2 separate regions of the Danio rerio genome follow, and region 2 is linked to region 1. Evidence: chromatin contacts called from public Hi-C data. All regions are on one chromosome and are shown on one strand. The core of a region is the stretch at or near the end of the contact, and the rest is flanking DNA. Distances in the headings are between cores, read along the strand shown. Region 1 overlaps itga11a (integrin, alpha 11a). Region 2 overlaps coro2ba (coronin, actin binding protein, 2Ba).

Region 1 (6,974 bases), core at 2,804-5,303:
GCGGTTGCCAATGCCATGCTCTATTATTTGAGCTACACAAATAATATTAATAGTGTTTTGAGCAGAGATGCCCAAACTAGGGCCCGTAGGCCAAAGCTGGCCCAAATACCTTCAATTTGGCCCATGGTCATGCCATCTGGGAAGAGAGGGAGAATTTTGGAGTCTAATGCCTTTAATACACATTATAATTTCTGAATTAACGTAACCTTTCATTGGTTTGTTTTATTGTTAAGCTACTAAAAACAAAAGTTTCAAAAAAAAATGGTTTAAATGAATTTAAAAAAGTTTAAATGCTCATTAAACAGAGTACAGTTCAGAAGTCCTTTGTGTATGAATGAAGGCAAAGGCAGGTGCAGCTTGGCATTGAAAACTCTTTTGTTTTATAAACGTAATTCTTTGCCTTTATTATAATAGGTTCAATATAAAATGTAAAAACATATAATGCATTAGTTAATGTGATTAAAGTACTGTTTTCTCTTTATTTTAAAGTGAATCAGGAAATTATCGTTTATAATACAGTTGGATATTTACCTCAATCAGGGTTTGGTTTTTGACCCTTCATAACTAAAGGTTTAGGCACCCCTGGTTTAGAGTTTTAATAGATTTGTGTGTTTTCATTATTAATAGCTTCTATGTGCCTTTGTCCATCAGATAGGTGGAAGCCAGTGTATCCCCCCTCAGCATGTGGCTCATAGTCGGGCTTCTCCAGAAGACCTCTCACGAACATCACGCCTGGTAAAGACTCTCTCTGATAACTGTATAGTGCCTGATAAAATGTGCATCACATTTTAGACTAGCACTTTAGGAAGGTATGTACTGTTAAAGGTATAGTTCACCAAAAATGATTAATTACCTCATCATTTACCCTCCTGTTTTTTATTTTATTTTATGATTTTTTTTTTATTTCTCCTCAACACAAAAAAGGATATTTAAAGAATGCTGGTCGCTGGCAACCATTGAATTCCATATAGGAAATAAGTAGTATTGAAGTCAATGGGTGCCAGTGACCAGCATTTTTCCAAATATCTTTGTGTTTTTTTTGTGTGTTCAACAGAAGACATAAACTCAAATAGGGTTTGAACAAGTGAAGGGGGAGTAAATGAAGACAGAATTTTCATTTTTACATTTACATTTACATTTAGTCATTTAGCAGACGCTTTTATCCAAAGCAACTTACAAATGAGGACAAGGAAGCAATTTACACAACTATAAGAGCAACAATGAATAAGTGCTATAGGCAAGTTTCAGGTCTGTAAAGTCTAAGAAGGAAAGTATTAGTAGTATTAGTATTTTTTTTTTTTGGGTACAGTTTGTGTGATATCCAGAGAGGCAATTGCAGATTAGGAAGTGAAGTGGAGACTGAATAGTTGAGTTTTTAGTCGTTTCTTGAAAGTAGCGAGTGACTCTGCTGTTCTGATGCAGTTAAGGAGTTCATTCCACCAACTGGGCAGATTGAGCGTTCGCGAAAGTGATTTCTTCCCTCTTTTAGCCAAACTATCCCTTTAAGGGGCTTTACGGTTTGCCTGATTAGGGGCTTTTAGACTTGTTGATTTAATTCACAACCATAAAGCACCTCTCTGCAAAATAGCTGGTTTATACTGCCTGAATAAAGCCACTTTAGTGTATTAATTTGTGCCATAAATAAAGCTGAATATTTGGGGTTAGTAGTTCCTCTACGTTCTTAATATGTTATTGTGTTTTTGAAGATACTCATATGTCTGAGGTAAGGAATTTTGTAATCTATGTCAGATTCCCACCACAAGCAGCTGGGTTTCATTAGTAAGGTAATTTGTTTTAGAGCTAAATGTTGCTTGTTTCTATGCACAGAACTACTCAAACACCCTGGCAGTGCCAGTGCAATGCACCGTCAATCTGCCTTCCTACAGAGACGTCAGCGTGAAGATCGGCGGATCCCTCCGTACTGATGCACTGCATGCGGTGAGCAGCTATGACACTGAAATAACAGTCTGATGTAGATGAAGTAGTGCAGTGTGGGAAGAGTTTGACATCAGAGCACAGTGTTCACACACTGCATGAAGGCTTTGCTCAAGAGAAGGATCTTCATAAACCAACGCTAAACTCTGACTAGAGCAGTAATTAGAGAGAAGATGTTAAATGGTTCATGCAGGGATACGGTTACTAAATCTGGTTCAGCTAAAAGTTATGTTTTCATTCCCCTTTGTCTTTCAAAAACAAAAAAAGCAGATGCTTTCAATTTACAGTGACACAGAAAATATATTTAGAAAAATATTTGAATATTAAATTGTTCCACACCAAAATACCTAAAATCAGTTTGACTAAGAACATCAGTTTGTTAAAAGATCAGTTTGTTCAGAAAACTTACATTTGCACTGAGATTATTATTATTATTAGACTGCAGATTTTACTTGAATATATAGTATTTTGTATCTAATGCAAAAGAAAATAAGGAAATACTTGTATTGTATGTATGCTCACGTTCAAAGTGAATTTAACTTTTATGATAAACTGATACCACAAATAATCTGAGCCATTTTTAGGCAAGGCAAGTTTATTTATGTAGCACATTTCATACACAATAGAAACTCCAAGTGCTTTACATAAACACAAATAAAAGACACAAGAAATTAAAAATTATTAAAACAGATCAAAACAGATAAAAAATGTGTAAAAACAGGTTGTAAAAGAATGTAAAAGAAAAGAAAGACATAATAGTGCTATCTGCCGGACATAGCACAGTGCTCATTCAGTAAAGACACAGCTAAACAGATGAGCTTTCAGTTTTGATTTGAATGTGCCTAATGTTGAAGCACATCCGATCATTTCTGGAAGCTGATTCCAGCAGCAGGGGGTGTAGTAGCTGAAGGTAGATTCACCCTGCTTTAGCTGAAATTGAATATCTAATTTATTTGATCTTAATGATCTGAGTGATCTGTTAGGTTTGTATTCAGTGAGCATAGCTGTAATGTATTGAGGTCCTAGGCCAATAAGTGACTTATAGACTAGTAGTAATACTTTAAAATCTGTTCTGAATGTAACTTAGAACCAGTGTAAAGACATGAGGACAGGTGTGATGTGCTCTGATTTTCTGGTTCTGGTCAGAATCCTGGCAGCATTGTTCTGGATGAGCTGCAACTGTTTTTTTGGAAAGGCCTGTGAGGAGTGAGGAGGCCATTACAGTAATCCACCCTGCTGCTGATAAAAGCATGAACAAGTTTTATTAAGTCTTCACTAGGAACAAAGCATCTAATTCCTGCAATGTTTTTGAGATGACAGTATGCTGATTTACTGACTGCTTTGACATGACTTCTTAAACTCAGATCTGACTCCAGAATAACACCAAGATTCACCTTAACTTTTGTTGTTTGACCCCTAGAGCCAAGGTATACATGCACCTTGAGAACCTCATCTCTGTTCCCCATGCAATGACTTCAGTTTCCTTGACTCTTTGTTTAACTGAAGAAAGTTTTGGCACATCTAACTGTTAATTTCATCAATGCAGTGGCAGAGGGTATCAATGGGGCTGTAGGCATTAGGCAGTAATGCTAAGGCTATATTCCATGGTCTCCTGGAACTAAAATAAAATAAGTAGCTGTAATGGGGAAACCATTTTAAAAAAGCATCTCTGAGACAGATGACACACACATTTGAATTTTGTTTGCTTGTTAGTTTAGTCACATAATATGATTTGTTTTGCTGTTACACATCATGTAATTAATTTGATAATTGGGTTTCCATTAGTTTTTTTTCTAATCAAATAACAAACTCGGGTGAGCATAACGGAGTGTACTTTTAAAATGATTTGAATCTTGGTGTGAGGAAATTAACAGCACATTTTCATTTTCAAGTGAACTGTCAAAGTACACATACTTTTTACCACCCCTCTAGCCTCTCACCTTAAGTGTTTGTCCTTGTCCACCTTTTTTACATTCACCAAAGTAATGGCCTGTCAGAGAAACTGAAAACTGTTTTTCTTGTCACGGGCAGCTGAAGTTCAAAACCCTTGAGCTGGTGACGACAGCCTCAGTGGAGCTGAACCCTTCCAGCCCTATGTTTCTGCCTGAAGAGAGGCCGGTCAGACATGTGAGTCACCTTCTACACACATCAGCATTCACAGAAACATTGCTAGACAACATGTTAAGATTAAGCAAATAGAAATCTACCACTGTACTGAGAAGACGATGTGAGACACTGCTTTTGTCTTTTTCATCCTTGGCAAAACAAAAGCGTTTCATTCATCTGTGTGAAAGAGTGAAGAACAATTATAAACAAGCATGAGATTAAAATGCTTTTATGCTAACTGAATTCAAATTCACTGGTTCAGACATGCTGGAACCTTCCCTTTATACATCAGTTTGTGCATTGGTGAGCTGCAGCTGTGAGCTGTTTCCCCACAGTAAAAGAACATGGAGCCAAGGGGACCGAAAGGACCAGCAGCACTCTTTAATTCTGTACTATTCTTTATTGCTGTGTGATGCTGCCATCTATTGGCAGGACAGAATAAAAAAAAAAAACATTAATGTCAGCAAATCTGATCTCAGCTGCAACAAATCAAACATTTGATAAGACATTTCCTGACATTTGCTTTGCTGTAAGAACTGGCTTGTTTAAATTAAAATATACAGAGGAAATCATACTGTCAGACCTAGCAATTGGTCGGCAAGCAGCTATTTGATGATCACTGCAATGAAGTGCAAAGGTACGTCTTTGAAAAAGCTTTACAGTTTGTTATATTGTCTTTTGCTTGTGTGTTTTCTCAGATAATCCTAGAGATTAGGAAAGAGGAGGATTACCGTGTTCCCATCTGGATTATCATAGGCAGCACACTTGGAGGCCTGTTACTCCTCTCTCTTCTCATTCTGGCACTCTGGAAGGTAATGAAAGGTAAACGATCGATAGATAGATAGATAGATAGATAGATAGATAGATAGATAGATAGATAGATAGATAGATAGATAGATAGATAGATAGATAGATAGATAGATAGATAGATAGATAGATAGATAGATAGATAGATAGATAGATAGATAGATAGATAGATAGATAGATAGATGGTTAGGTTTATGATAGACACAAACAGACAAGTACAGTAAATGAATGAATGGATGGATGGATGGATGGATGGATGGATGGATGGATGGATGGATGGATGACAGACAAGTAGATGGATGGATGGATGGATGGATGGATGGATGGGTGGATGGATGGATGGGTGGATGGATGGATGGATGGATGGATGGGTGGATGGATGGATTGATGGATGGATGGATGGATGGGTGGATGGATGGGTGGGTGGATGGATACAGGAATGGATACTTAGGTTTATGATAGACACACAGACAGATGGATGGATAGGTGGATGGGTGGTGGATGGGTGGATAGATGGATACAGGAATGGATGGTTAGGTTTATGATAGACACAGAGACGGACGGACGGACGGACGGATGGATGGATGGATGGATTGATTGATGGGTGGGTGGATGGAAACAGGAATGGATGCTTAGGTTTATGATAGACACACATGGATAGATAGATAGATAGATAGATAGATAGATAGATAGATAGATAGATAGATAGATAGATAGATAGATAGATAGATAGATAGATAGATAGATAGATAGATAGATAGATAGATAGATAGATAGATAGATAGATAGATAGATAGATAGATAGATAGATAGATAGATAGATAGATAGATAGGTAGGTAGGTAGGTAGGTAGGTAGGTAGGTAGGTAGATAGATCTTCAGTAGTTTTCTTAATAATGTTCTATTGTTGCTGTACTTTCTCTCTTTCTCTCTGATAGTTGGGGTTTTTCCAAAGACAGAAAAGGCGCGAAGAGGCCGAGAATGAGGTCAATGGCAAGACGATGGAGGAGAGATAACGCAGGCTGCTCAAGAGGGTTCAGACAGGCCTACATCTCAGGGACAAACCAACAACTACATTAGACGTCTCTGAAACATGAAGAGAGGGAGAAAGACAGGACTTGAGGCAATGAAAAAGCTAGAGGGAGAAGTTCTGTGCACTGGACGACCTGTTGTTCATTGATGAAAAACACTGCGATGACCCTCACCATGCCTGCACTGCTTACTGAGCCGACCCTGTGGATGGGTCTCCATCTCTCTTCTCATCCCAGACCAAAACCCTGGGGCCGACAAGGCGAGGACTTTCTCCTGAGAGACACGCTCAACAGAGACTTTTGGATGATGCATTTACAACAAATGGCTTGTGGGAAGAACACAAATTCAAAGGAAAGAACTTTTGTTTCTCACAGGGACTTTGGAAGCGCATTGATTACATTTGTTCTTCTGCAAATATACAAAAGGAAACCTCAAAGGGCTGAGATGGTACAAAACAGCCATGTTTTCTGGTGCTCTTCTAGGACATCTGGGAGGAAAAAGGGTGCAAAAGTTTTATTGTGATGGCCGTTGTTATTCTATGTAATGTAAGGCACTGGAGTAAGTAGCTCTGTTTTTTTTCAGTGGTCATAATTTATTGAATAGGCAGTCAACTATGTTGTAGACTTCACATTGTTTGTTTGTTTTTATTTTCTTGCTCTAGTACTCTACATAATGATGCATCAGCATTCTTCAGTCTCAACAGATGTGGATTTTTTTTTCTATTTTTAAAACATTGATGCACTTTTTTATATCATAGTGATACAAACTTGAATTTTGTAAATATATTTTATCTTTGTAAACACGAGTTTCAAACATCCCTAAATATGCTTCAACAAGTAGCCTTTGAGAAAGGGTATGCTTCCTGTACAGCACCTCAGCAGTCATTTCAAATATTAAAGGATATTGTCCAAATGTTTCCGAACATCAAACGATGTTGAGTGTTTACAATGCTATGAAACATCCATATTATGTGTAGATGTATTGTAGTCAGGGACCCCGATTCTCTTCATCATATACATAAAGTATAACTAAGATAATAAAGTAAATATCTGAATAAAGAATTTTGAAAAAGAGTGTTTGAATGGGGTGGCACGG
Region 2 (6,974 bases), core at 1,566-4,065, 160 kb before region 1:
TAACGTCAGGACCTGACACAGATCTGTGAAAAATGGATAAGACACAGCATCACATATGCTAAGCCAACAACTGGCAATTTCAGGCAATGTTTCAAGAAGCATAAACTGTGGTCTGAAGCATATATACTGAGCACATAATATCCATATTTTGTAGTTTACACACAGAAAATTTAAAGTTTTGCTTTAAATAAAAACTACACTTTGAAACCCATTTTTAAAAGTTTGCATTTTCAGGCATGACATTAAAATATGTCAAATGTTTCTAATTGAAAACCCCTAAGAAAGAGGGCATAAGCGTGTCTGTGTAAATGAGTGTTTAAATGTGTGTATTGTAAGGCTGAACGCACCTGCAGAACTCTGCCTGAGCGTGGCTCAATGACACGAAGTTTCTTGTCTTTGCAGCTGGTGGCCAGCAAGCTGCCCTCTGTGTTAAATGACATACACAGAATCACATCTGAGTGGCAGTCGATCATTTTCACTGGCTCTCCGATCTCAAGATTCCAAATCAGGATCTACAGGGTGAGAAAAAGCACAACCTCTGATACATTCTTAGACAGTTTTATTTCTGAACGCTGCAATGTCGTGTTCACATTGTGGACAATCAGAATCAGCTTTCACAAACACATTAAAAAGTGATCCATTTCTTTACTTAAATAGATTAATAGAAATATACCTCATCATTTATTCCTCTTGATGAGGTTTTAAACCTTAATGAGTTTCTTTTTTTCTGTTATAATACTGGCACCCATCGACTTTTATAGTAGAAAAAAATACTAGGAAGACAATGAGTGGCATTAACCTACATGTTTTAAAATAACTTATTTTTTGTTCAACAGAACAAAGAAACTTAAATGGCCTTAAAACAAGTGTAGGGTGAGTAAATAATGACAGATTTCTTTGTCAACTACACTTTAAAAAAAACAATAATTAAATTGAGAATCTGTTAAATTGAGGTTTAAAATTATGCAGATTCTTTAATTACATAATAATTTTAACGCAGTGGGTTTACTCACTTTTTTAATGATCTAACATATCTAGGATGTTTTAATTTTATAGCTCATATCAGTAAGTTTAAGTTGATCAGATTGTGTCACACAAATTGTCCTTACCTTGTAGTCATAGCCAGCACTAAAGAGAATCCCGCTAGTGGTTGGATGCCACTCGATGAGGCCCACACGCCTGCTGTGGCCATAGAGTTCTAATACAGACTCTGTCAAACTCCTTGTCAGTCCACTGTCAGGAATCTCCCATATTCGCACCTGACGCAAACAAAACACTTTTTAGTCATACACCCCCCCATGTAACATGAAGATCCTTTCAGACTCTATTGTGGGGCAGTGTTGAGAATAGTTTGAACAGGTTACAGACTACGTGTCATTGAAATTGTATTGAGTAATGTAACTATATTTTCCATACTTTATTTGCTAACTTTTCTAAATTCCTAACAGGTTTTCACCCCTTAATTATATTTAAACATTTTAATCAGTAGAACAAAACACTGATTACTGGACTCACTCACTGATAACAACACTGATTACTAGACCTTTAAAATCCTTCACTCCTTAAATTATATTTTAAATTACAGCAGCAACAAAGCCTTTTCAAAGACTTTTCAAAATCATGTCTTTGCACAAATATATAAGAAAACAGAGATTTTTAACAATGCATTGAGGAAAAACATTTCATATAAAAAATAAAGCATACACACAATGCCATATAGAAAATATATATATTTTTTATCTGTCCTATTCCGTGTCCTAAAACATTTGCATTTCATTTTCACTCATTTTCTTGTCGGCTTAGTCCCTTTATTAATGAATGAACCGCCAACTTATCCAGCATGTTTTTACACAGCAGATGCCTTTCCAGCCACAACCCATACCTGGGAAACATCCATACACACTCATTCACACACAAACACACTAAAGACAACTTAGCCTAAACCCAATTCACAGCATCACCCGCATTTAATTTTAAAGCAGTCAAATGCAATTCAAAAAATAAATAAGTGTGTGTTTTTCTTGTGCAATTTATTAAACATTTTAAATGTTGCACAAACTGTTATATGCAACCTTACGTAACTATTACATTTAACTACTCCACAACATATCAGGTTTGTTCTATTTACGGTGTAAAACTTCACAAGTAGTTTTAGCACTCTTAAAAGACAAATACAATGTTATACAATCAAGCAACATATACTGACTCTATAGTGACATTATGACTGGACAGGCCACTGAGAAACAAGTACTCCAGAGAGCCATTTAATCCTATTAATTTTTGTCAATAAATAACAATACAACATTGCATTATGCTCTGTTCAGCATGTGCATCAGGATAGTTTACATTTACTGAAAAATTAATTATAAAAAAACACAAAAAATGGAATATAAATATGATTATAAAGTAAATTTATGTTTTTAAATTTTGTTAAATTAACATGAATTGAGATAAAAAATGCTTCAGTAGCAGGAAATGTAGTGGAACTTTCTATTTAAGAGATATTTTTAAAGAGTCTGTTTTACAAACTAATGTTTCAGACATGTTTAATTTATTTTAGATTAGATTGAATCATTGGAGGGCATAACGGTGGCTCAGTGGGGAGCATGGTCACCTCCCAGCAAGATGGTCGCTGGTTCGAGCACCGGCTGGGTCAGTTCTCATTTCTGTGTGGACTTTGTATGTTTTCCCCGTGATCGCGTGGGTTTTCTCTGGGTGCTCCAGTTTCCTCCACAAGTCAAAAGACATGCGATATAGGTGAATTGGTTAAGCTAAATTCTCTGTAGGGTAAGTGTGTATGGGTATTTTCCGGTGATGGGTTGCAGCTGGAAGGGCATCCGCTGCATAAAAAATATGCTAGATAAGTTCATTCCACTATGGCAACCCCAAAATAATAAAGAGACTAAGCCGAAAAGAAAATGATTGAATGAATGAATAAATTAATCATTTGAGCATTGTCTTGATTTTGCTCTTCGCAAATACTCACAGATGAGTCCTCTGAACAAGATGCGATTATGTTGTCGTGGAAAGGATTCCATTTGATGTCCAGCACATTTCCTTGGTGACCACATACCTTTGGATAGTGAGGGTCGATACGGCCAAACTGCAGGAAACAAGTACAAGATAGTTATCTTATTTATTTTTACTGTGACTAAGTATACAAACAGAACTATGTATGGATGTACAGTAAGAACAAACAATGTAACTTCCACAAATACAGTACAAATACCACAAATTCCACAAATACTACTGTAATACACACAATTGTCCACAGTATGGCGCTACATAACCACAGTCATCCATTCAATAGTAGACAGAACATTAGACATGATGCTATGAATGTTTGATGTCACTTTAGTCCATTGACCTCTTTCTAAGGTCCTTTGGGATTTGTAGTTCAGGTCATGCATGAGTGGGCTGCTTAAGAAAGGCTCTTCATCTATAGCTCAATGCATAGAGATAACACTGTAATATAAGAATGAAGACATCAGTTGAAGACGATCCAGAAAATCTAAAAGCACCTCACATACCGGCCTGCATCTGGCTTATTGGTTGCATTTATTACAACAATGATGCACATTATCTCTGCCCTTCTGTGCTTTTTCTCCTAGATTAGCATGATGAAAATTATGGCTGTGATTTTTTCTGTGTTGGATTATTGAATTCAATTAGCACAGCAACCGCTTAAGGGGCGTTCATTTAATAGAGTTTTCATGGGTAAGAAAGTGTCTTGATTTCCCACAGGATATCAAAACTTACTAAAACAACATGAACGATTAGAAAATGTCAAAGCCTTTGCTACTACTACTGGTAGCTACTTTTTGTTGTTCAAATGTTTTCTTACATGTGAGGATTTCTGATTTGGTTAGGATGTGCAGCTTTGAATGTGTGCTTATTATGCAAACAGATAAAACTTGATTCACATGTTGCTTGTCTTTGCTTTTTGTAGTAAAATGTGTGCTATAAAATCAAACTGTAACTTTGGGTATTAAGTACCTCACCCCCATTAAAAATAAAAAATATTAGAACTAAAAATACCACATGAAGTATAAAATATAATGATATATTATTATTATTATTATTATTATTATTATTAGGGATGTCCAGATCTGATCAGAATTAGAAATTACCTCCTGATCAGGACTCGAATATATATATATATATGACCAATATCACACGAGTAGCAGTGCAATATGGCTTTATATCGGCACTGGTGGGAGGCGTGTGTTGCGGCCTAGTGCCTTAGTCCCCCCACCAGTGCCGATATACAGCCATATCGCACTGCTACAAGTGTGATATTGCGTTTATACAACAGTTTGACGGCATAATTGTGTTTATAAAAACAAAATCAAACATGGAGAGTCTCAAAAACCCTTTTGTATGAGGAACTACTTTCTTCCACATTGGATTCAAACCATAAGCTGACAGTTGAGCAAGCTGAGCAAGCATCTTTTAAACTTTAGATCTGTAGTGTCTGCTTGTTGCTGGCTGTATGTGGGCGGAGTAATACACAAAGGGTAAAGAGGCTGTACGGGTGCTGATATTACTTAAATATATCACGGCTATCAGCCAATCAGATTCGAGAACCAGACAGAACTGTTGTATAAATAAGATCTCATTGACATTAGTAAATGCATAAAGCATAATGCATAGTTAGTTAGCATAAAGTAATATGAACTATTTATTTTTACAGTATCTACAGGTAAAACATTTAATGATCTAATTGTATTTACATGCGTCAAATTTCCATCATGACAACTAATTAGCAAAAATTATAAGGCAAATTTGTTTTTGATGATGATTTTATATGCTCAAATGCTCAAACTAGGCATTGTATTTTCATGGCATTGTAATTACTGATTTTCTTTATCACAGTATACAACATTATCATGGTATTTGAATAAATTACAAAAGAGACTGAAAAGACAGGCAAACTTCCGTTTAATGGTTTTCAAATAACAAAACAAATCCAAAACTATATATGAAGAGTACAGATGCAAAAAAAGTGCCATCTGAAATTTCCATTGAAAAGTAGCATTTTCTGAGACTCCTATGTTTATGTTGAGTTATTTCATTTTAAAGACCTCCAAAAGAGTGTACTCTTTGCCATAAACTTAAAATTACTGAACCCACACACAGAAGCCTGATAAAAACGTCATTTTTAAAGGATGTTTCAAATATATATATATATATATATATAAATATATAAATATATAATATAAATATATATATTTAGAAACGGCTAATAATAATGACCTTAAAATAAAAAAGTGAAATCTACTATTTCAACCGAACTAAAATGAATAATACTTTCTACAGAAAAAAAGGAAATACTGTGAAGATGTCCTTGTTTTGTTAAATATCAGGAAATATTTCAAAACAAAGACAAGTTTAATACCAAAAAATATTTTTAGACTGGTTATACTTTGAACAACTTGTATAAAGAGTGCTCTGAAAATAATAAAAAAATTTCAAAGACAAAATAATTCAATGTTTAGAAGAGTACACAATAACAATATTATCTATATTCATTACTCATTATTATATATACAATCTATTGTGGTAATGAATATGTAAAATATTGCTATAAACGGAGGGAAAATTAGGCATAAAAAGCAAAAGCATCTCATACATATAGCTTTTGTGCCTAATTTTCCCTCTGTTTGCCAGTTGCCTCTCTCTAATTATCTCTCATTTCGATTCCTGTGTGGTGTTATTTTGCACGTAAGACCGTTACAGATTCATGTGTAGGAGTGTGTTGGCGGCGGGCGGTTGTTGACACAGATGTGTTAGCTGCAGATCAGGCCGAGTAGTCGCTGTCTGAGTTTTTAGTCTGAGACAAAAGGAGATCATACATTTAGCCACTCCTCCTATTGTGAGCAGCACAATGATGCTCGACTACAGCCATGTGATTACACTAATTATGATGTCAGAGGATGTGCCTACAGTCTAGACTGGCATATAGCTCTCATAGAGCACACTAGAATTTTTTTTTTTAATAAACACATCTGACATCCTAAACAGAGAGACTATAAGGCATTTCTGAGACACTTTTTTATTAAATGACTAAATAAGTCAACCTATTATTAGTATTGACAATGCAAAGAGTAGTCTGTGAAATCATTTCAGTTAAATCAATTCCTAGCTATATTGAGGTTCAGATACAATAAGATGCTATTATGATAGTTTTTATTGTAAAAATCCTAGCTCACACAGTTACATAATTTTAAATGTACACTTTGGGACCACAGGCTTTAATTTTTTATGATTTAATAAATGCATAATTATTAACACATCATATCCCCCCAAACTGAAATGTCTTGCAGAAATTTGTTCTAATTCCATTTAATTTCTTTCAGAAATACTGTATATACATATTAAATCCATTTAAAATACTCATATTTTCATACCAACAAACTTATAATGTTTCAAATAACCTATGGCAATAATATGGTTGAAATAATGCCCTAAGCCTTCTTTCAGTTTGCAAAACAAAGTTTGAACAGTTGAACAGAAGTGTCTACTGTGGTCTGTTAAAGTTTTTCTAGTTTGCTAAAATTCATTTAGAATAACATGATCAAGAAGTCACCCTTTCCTGATCAAAAAGTCACCCTTTTAAAATAAAAAACATCCCTGTCATTCAACAGCCTGTAATATCTTTAAATTATACCCTAAAGACTCAGGTGCTGCAGTTTATTGCTCTTAAATATTTGATCATTTCATCTTTTTATTATACGGCAATTTACTAAACCACAAATTTGTTATTCAAAGACCCTCTGATCCTTATACTGTATGTCTGACAAGATTTTCTGCTAAATTGCTATCACAATGAATTACATTTTAGTGGGTTTGGTATATCACAATTAATATATATATATATATATATATATATATATATATATATATATATATATATATATATATATATATATATATATATATATATATATATATATATATATATATATATATAT

What was found. Hi-C and Micro-C count contacts between places; a contact is called where the count stands out from the background.
Region 2: a Hi-C map of an unstated tissue shows a contact between it and region 1, with 6 times the contacts expected there. The contact joins two enhancer-like sites. A contact is called at or near these places in 4 of 18 Hi-C or Micro-C datasets (caudal fin, embryo, hematopoietic stem cells and 1 more) and 1 of 4 datasets of contacts at active chromatin or transcription factors (caudal fin).

The regions. Positions count from the first base shown.
Region 1 is chr7:33,214,485-33,221,458 of GRCz12tu, reverse strand. It overlaps itga11a (integrin, alpha 11a), which reads left to right. Exons shown (of 30, transcript NM_001172627.1): 26 at 652-735; 27 at 1,828-1,938; 28 at 3,967-4,062; 29 at 4,740-4,853; 30 at 5,786-6,974. The coding sequence ends at 5,863. Among named protein-coding and RNA genes, the nearest start is that of si:ch211-194p6.12, 10 kb to the right of the region's middle. Within about 2 kb of position 4,053, at least 3 of the 62 cell types and tissues checked have an H3K27ac peak or open chromatin away from gene starts, as enhancers often do.
Region 2 is chr7:33,375,477-33,382,450 of GRCz12tu, reverse strand. coro2ba (coronin, actin binding protein, 2Ba) reads right to left here. Exons shown (of 12, transcript XM_683629.8): 3 at 2,987-3,103; 4 at 1,110-1,259; 5 at 348-512. Among named protein-coding and RNA genes, the nearest start is that of anp32a, 23 kb to the left of the region's middle. Within about 2 kb of position 2,815, at least 6 of the 62 cell types and tissues checked have an H3K27ac peak or open chromatin away from gene starts, as enhancers often do.